2 separate regions of the Rattus norvegicus genome follow, and region 2 is linked to region 1. A link is a contact called in public Hi-C data. All regions are on one chromosome and are shown on one strand. The core of a region is the stretch at or near the end of the contact, and the rest is flanking DNA. Distances in the headings are between cores, read along the strand shown. Region 1 has its middle 43 kb from the start of Pakap. Region 2 overlaps Pakap (paralemmin A kinase anchor protein).

Region 1 (3,001 bases), core at 203-2,702:
TAAACCTTTTCTGTTTCTAAATAACAACAGTGATAAATATGTTCAGTGCAATGATACTTATAAAGGCAAATGCTAGAAGCCACAACATCAGAGAGCAGCAGGCACGTGGCATGTGTGATGCCCTAGGTTCAACCACCAGTTCCTCCAAAATTAAATAAACGAGGGCACAATTAAGATAGGGCAGAGGGTAGAGTGCTTCCCTTGAAAGCCTGAGATCAGCATTTGAAACCCCAGATCCATATGAAAGTGAAAAGGACTGATCCCCAAGTGTTGACCTCTGACCTCCACCCATATAGGGTAGGTAGCACATGTACACCTCCCACACTAATTAAATAAAGACGTAAAAGAATGAACAAGAAGCTATTAAATCACCCCTAATATAGACCACCTGACTAAACGCCAGTGGACGTGTGTGTAGCCATTAAAGAACACGTACACACACTAAATAAATAAGTAAATAAATAGATAGTCCCTGGTTTCTCATGTACCAAGATAGGATGATCATATGCACCTGTAATCCCAGCACTGAGGAAGTGGAGGCAGGAGGACCATAAATCCAAGGTCATCCTTGGCTACATAATGAGGTTAGCCTGAGGTATATGAAACCCTGTCTCAATAGATTGACTTTAAAATTAGAACAGATATAATTTTGAGAAAAGAGCACATACCAAGCACGACAAACAATAACTCACGAATGAGAGCCATCTTTTAAAGTTCTCCACAAGGGGCTGGGGATTTAGCTCAGTGGTAGAGCGCTTGCCTAGGAAGCGCAAGGCCCTGGGTTCGGTCCCCAGCTCCAAAAAAAAGAACCAAAAAAAAATAAAAAAATAAAAATAAAGTTCTCCACAAAGTGGCAAAACTCCGGGCTGAGCTTTCTCTTCACCATTATCTTTACACTGTTTTTGTTGCTGTTCTTTTATTTTGTTCTGACACAGAGTTTTGCTACGCAGCCCAGGATGACTTCAGAGGTAGCATCCTCCTATCCTCCTGCCCCAGGCCCTTGAGTGCTTGACTGCAGGCCTCTGACACCATGCCTAGCTCTTTTTGTTTGTGTGTTTAAATCTACCTGTGATAGTGGGCAAGCACTTTTCAGAGTCAGGGAAGGAACAGATCACGTAAACATCTGAGTCAGACCACAGACACTTGGAGGAGCCAGCCTGATGCTTCACATCCATGGAATGTGCATGGAGGAGGACAGCTAATCTAAGCAGGCTGAGCTCTGTTTGCCGCAGCAGATTGGAATGACCTATCTCCTCAGGAGAACAGCACTGGTGCGGCATAGGACAGCGATGACCCCAGTGTCTTCCCATGATGATCTGATAGCTTTGCTGGTGCTCAGGAGATGTGGTGGTTTGAATAAAAATGGCCCCATAGCTAGTGGTACTATTAGGAGAAAGGCCTTGTTGGAGAAAGTGTGTCACTCGGGGGTGGGCTCTGAGGTCCCGCATGCTCAAGCCACACCCAGTGTGCCATTCACTTCCTTCTGCCTGTGGATGCAGATATAGAACTCTCAGATTCCTCTCCAGCACTGTTTGCCTGCATACTGCCATGCTTCTTGTCATGATGACAATGGATGAAACCTCTGAACCCCAGTTAAATGTTTTCCTTTACAGGAGTTGCTGTGGTCATGGTGTCTCTTCACTGCAATGGAAATCCCAACTAGGACAGGAGAACATTGCATTTCTCACAGTAATATTTTTACCTACCTATTTACAATTCTAAAAATTAGAATTTTACCAGGGAGTCGTTCAATCGGCAGTCTTTGCCCAGCATGAAGCCCTGGGCTCAGTCCCTGGTTTCTCATGTACCAAGATAGGATGATATATACATCTGTAATCCCAGCACTGAGGAAGTGGAGGCAGGAGGATCATAAATCCAAGGTCACCTTGGCTACATAATGAGTTAGAAGTTAGCCTGGGATATATGAGACCCTGTCTCAATAGATTAATTATAAAATTAGAAAATATTGTAAACATAATGCTCTCTTGTTTTTATTCAGTGACTATTTCCTTAAAACAGAACAAACAATACAAAAACAAAATAAAAACAAAACAAAACAAACAAAAACAAAAAACAAAGCCAGCTTCACTCTTGAGCAGATTCTAGTTCCCAAATTGTAGACCCCACACCACATGGGCCAATTCAGGGTCCCCAGTGCCATTCAGTTCTCATATCATGAACCTTTTCCAATGTTGTACCCTTTCTAGACTTTCTCTTACAGCTCATGACCACTGAACATCACAGCTATTTCATCAAGTGTCCCTAGCTTAAGATAATATAAAAGACAGAAAAATTTACAAGTGTGGTTGGAAAGATGAGAACAGCTATTGATCTCCAGAGGACTCAAGTTTATTCCCAAGTTTTATCTTCCAAGTTTACTTCCTAGCACTTGCATTGGGGTAGCGGGCGGGCGGGGGGGGGGGGGGGGGCGCTGATCACTGTAACTCCAGCTCCAGAGATCCAATGCCTTCTTCTGGCTTCTTAGGGCAATGTATTCATGTGCACACGCACACACACACCCACACACACACTTAAAATAAAAAAATAAGGCTGGAGAGATGGCTTTGTGGTTATGACTATTAGCTGCTCTTCCAGAGGACCCAGGTTCAATTCTCATCACTCAACGGGGCAGTACAACTGTCTACAACTCCAGTCCCAGGAGACTGCTATACTCAGACATGCAGGCAAAACACCCATACAAATAAAAGTAAATAAAATTTCAAAACATAATACAATAAAACGTAAAACATCTTTTAAAACTTTATAAGTAGAAATCAAGGCTCAGCAGTGAAGAGCACTGGCTACCCTTCCACAGGACCTGGGTTCAAGTCCCAGCACCCACACGACAGCTTTAAACTATCCGTAACTCTAGTTCCAGTGGGATCTGACACCCTTGCACAGATACATATGCATGCAAAACACCAATGCACATAAAAAATAAAAATAAGTAAATTATTTTTTAATAAAAGAGGGATGCCGGGCGCGGTGGCACACGCCTGTA
Region 2 (3,001 bases), core at 256-2,755, 74 kb before region 1:
AGCAGTTTGCCCAAGTTCTAAGAGGGAGGCACTTTTGAAAAGCGAGTGTTTTTTTTCTGTTTTTTGTCACCAAGCCAGTTGACAAATGAAGGTGACATGAGCCATAGGAGGCCCTTAGAGTACAGAAAATCCAAGAGGCCATGTGTCACCCTAAAAGCAATGAGTACGAATGGCTCAGGAGACCATAATTGCATGGCCTGAAGACAACCACTTTTAGCTTTTAGGGATGGGGAGGCCAACTCCATAACCACCACCAAGCAACCCATCCTCTTCTTCTTATCCTTCTGGTATCAGAGACAGGGGAAATGGAGACAGGGCTAGGGACAGCTGGGGGAAACGAAGCTTGTTCTCTACACAGAGCCGTGGAACCCTATATTAAAAGGGCTGGGAGACAGGCTAGCAGGTGGCTTGGAATCATTTCTGTCCATATAATTTCTCAAGGAGCAATATGAGTGTGGGATTTTGAGATTTAGGTCTCTATTGGAAAGGTGTGGGTAGGGATATAGGGGATTGGAGTTTGTCCTATCTCTAAAGCTCTTCAGCAATTGGCAGATTTTGTTCTATGGTGATTCTAGGAAAAGTTCAAAATACCCATCCTTCAAATAAAAATAAAAACAAATTGATTTACTAGTAGGTTTCTTCCTTAGCCAACATGTTTATTTACTTGGGTGAAATAGAAACAAGAAGCCATTAGCACTTGGAGAAAACTGGGCCTGGTTGGCATTCCTGAGTGTCAGAGTGGCATTCCTGAGTTTTCTGCCCATGACATGAGTGCCTCCTTCCACTATGTCCCAGGCAGCTTTGACCATATTATCTTCCTACTTCAGCTTCCCTGTGTCCAGAATTACAGGCCTGTACACCAGGCCTGGAAGTTACCCCCCCCCCTTAACATCTGCACTCCAGTGCAAAAAAGCACACACAACCAACACAGAATGCACTTGGAAAGCATTTACGTGGGGCACGACTGAATGGCCATGGCTCTTCGGCTAGAGTTCAGCAAAGCTGCTGAGAGTCACTGTTGAATCAAGGGGAGAGAAGAAAACCATATGCTTCGACTGCACTTCAGACTGCAACTAACAAAACCTAAAGGGGGACTCTACACCCCAAAGGGGCTGCTAACGTGATTTAGTAGACATTAAGCTACTGCTGGCACTGCCCAGGGAACCCAGTAGAACTGTCTGCAGCAGCTACCTAGGCCAGGGCTCCATCCACAGAGAAGCCCTTGGCCTCACAGCAGAGTTAAGTGAACGTTCCTTCATGATTAAGAAGAGGTGTGTGTGTGTGTGTGTGTGTGTGTGTGTGTGTGTGTGTGTGTGTGTGTCTTCCTTATCCCTCTAACTTCAGCATCTGGCATTCATCCCGGGAAACTCTAACTTGGGATTATCCAGCCAGGACATGAAAGTCACTGAGTTGGCAGGGACTTCCTACTGTGAACCTTGGAGCATTTGAACTGAGGGTAACTGCATAGCCTTTCCAAACTTGGAAGAGTGATGCTGTCATAAACACACAGGCCAACAGGCAGAAACTACGTAGTTTACCAATCCAAGCTATTTTTGACCTGAGTGTAATGGGGGAGTGTACTTTGGTAAAAGAGAAAAGACTAATGCCAGAGACTCTAGGCTGTTTGCACATAACCTGGGGCTGCCCCCCGAGGCTTGCAGGGACCATTCAGAACACCTCTTAAATCTCTTACTGGACAAGGAAACCACAGCAGACGACTTCCTTTCATGGGGCACACAACCAACCTGGATAGAGTTAGGAGGGTTGAAGGGAGAGGGTTCGTTGTGTGGCTTTTAGCTGTCGTTTAAAATGTGTCTTTCCTGTCCAACTATGCACACAAAGAACCCTAGACAGACTTAGTCTCTTGAGCAGACAAGGATTGATCACAGTGTAGATGTTGACACCTGAGGGCACTTCCAGAGTGAGCGCACTCTCTGCTGTATTGCCCGGGCACATCATCTTCCTCCCCCACCCCCAAACCCCATCTCATGGACCAGCCTTGCCCACCACCTCAAGCTTGGCTTAGGTGTCAAACAACCAGCTCTTGACAATAGATACTTCGTTCCCCAAGGCACATCAAACCACTCGTTTGAAAGTAGGTTTCAGAGTCATGAGGCAAGACAGGCAGATACATCACACACACATCCAGGTCTGAACCAGGACACAGGCACGCCACACGGAAGGTCACCCTCAGAAAAGAGAAAGGAAAGGAGGAAAAACTTACACTACTATCATCCATTCTCTCGCGCCTTTTAGATTTGTGTGTCTCATAGTCTTCCATGAGGGTCTGCATCAGGTTCTTGGGCCGCTGGGCTCCGGCAGCCTCTTCAGGGGCTAAGTCAGGCTGCAAGCTGGGACCTTCAGTTGTGGGGGATGGAGGAGGTTTGACTTTCTCTATTTTCCCTGAAACAACACGAAGAGAACACCCTTTCTAAGCTCATCTGCTCAGCACGCACTGCTTTTAGGAGGAGGAAAAACTGTCGCACTCGCATGCACACACACTTGCAAAATCAAGGGCAGAGCAGAGTCATGGTTAAGTCACAGGGTTTCGTTACAGGAACAGAGTGCAAAAGCCTGTTCAACGCACACCTCAGCGACACCAGAGCTAAAGAACCAGTTCACTCAAATACCCTGGCAGGCACTTTGCAACATGTCAGGCAGGCAGACAGACAGAAAGACAGACAGACAGACAGACAGACAGACAGACAGACAGACATTAGTTCCATGGTAGTGGAGACTAATTCTCTCAGATCGTATCATAAAGCTGTCAGAGTTGCAGCACTGTGGAGTCCAACTTCTCACAGGTGAGGAAACTGAGATTCTACAAAGGCCACCTGAAGCCAACAACGGTCCCCAGCACTCCCAGTATCCTCTGCTCTCTGCATCAGAGGTAACCGGCTATTAGCTGACCTGCCCTGGTATCTAGAAGTCTTTGAATGAGAATGAGACTCCAGTTTCCCAGGAGACACCAATCTTAATTGGCCAGCTTCTTTCATTTACC

What was found. A called contact is a pair of places that touch in the nucleus more often than the background predicts.
Region 2: a contact with region 1 is called in a Hi-C map of the Rat2 cell line, with 2.6 times the contacts expected there. The contact joins two enhancer-like sites. A contact is called at or near these places in 2 of 12 Hi-C or Micro-C datasets (the Rat2 cell line and liver).

Annotation. Positions count from the first base shown.
Region 1 is chr5:77,355,127-77,358,127 of GRCr8, reverse strand. It overlaps a transcript of Pakap not described here. Among named protein-coding and RNA genes, the nearest start is that of Pakap, 43 kb to the left of the region's middle. Within about 2 kb of position 1,452, at least 3 of the 93 cell types and tissues checked have an H3K27ac peak or open chromatin away from gene starts, as enhancers often do.
Region 2 is chr5:77,429,360-77,432,360 of GRCr8, reverse strand. It overlaps Pakap (paralemmin A kinase anchor protein), which reads right to left. Exons shown (of 5, transcript NM_001309260.1): 3 at 2,225-2,403. Among named protein-coding and RNA genes, the nearest start is that of Pakap, 31 kb to the right of the region's middle. Within about 2 kb of position 1,505, at least 11 of the 93 cell types and tissues checked have an H3K27ac peak or open chromatin away from gene starts, as enhancers often do.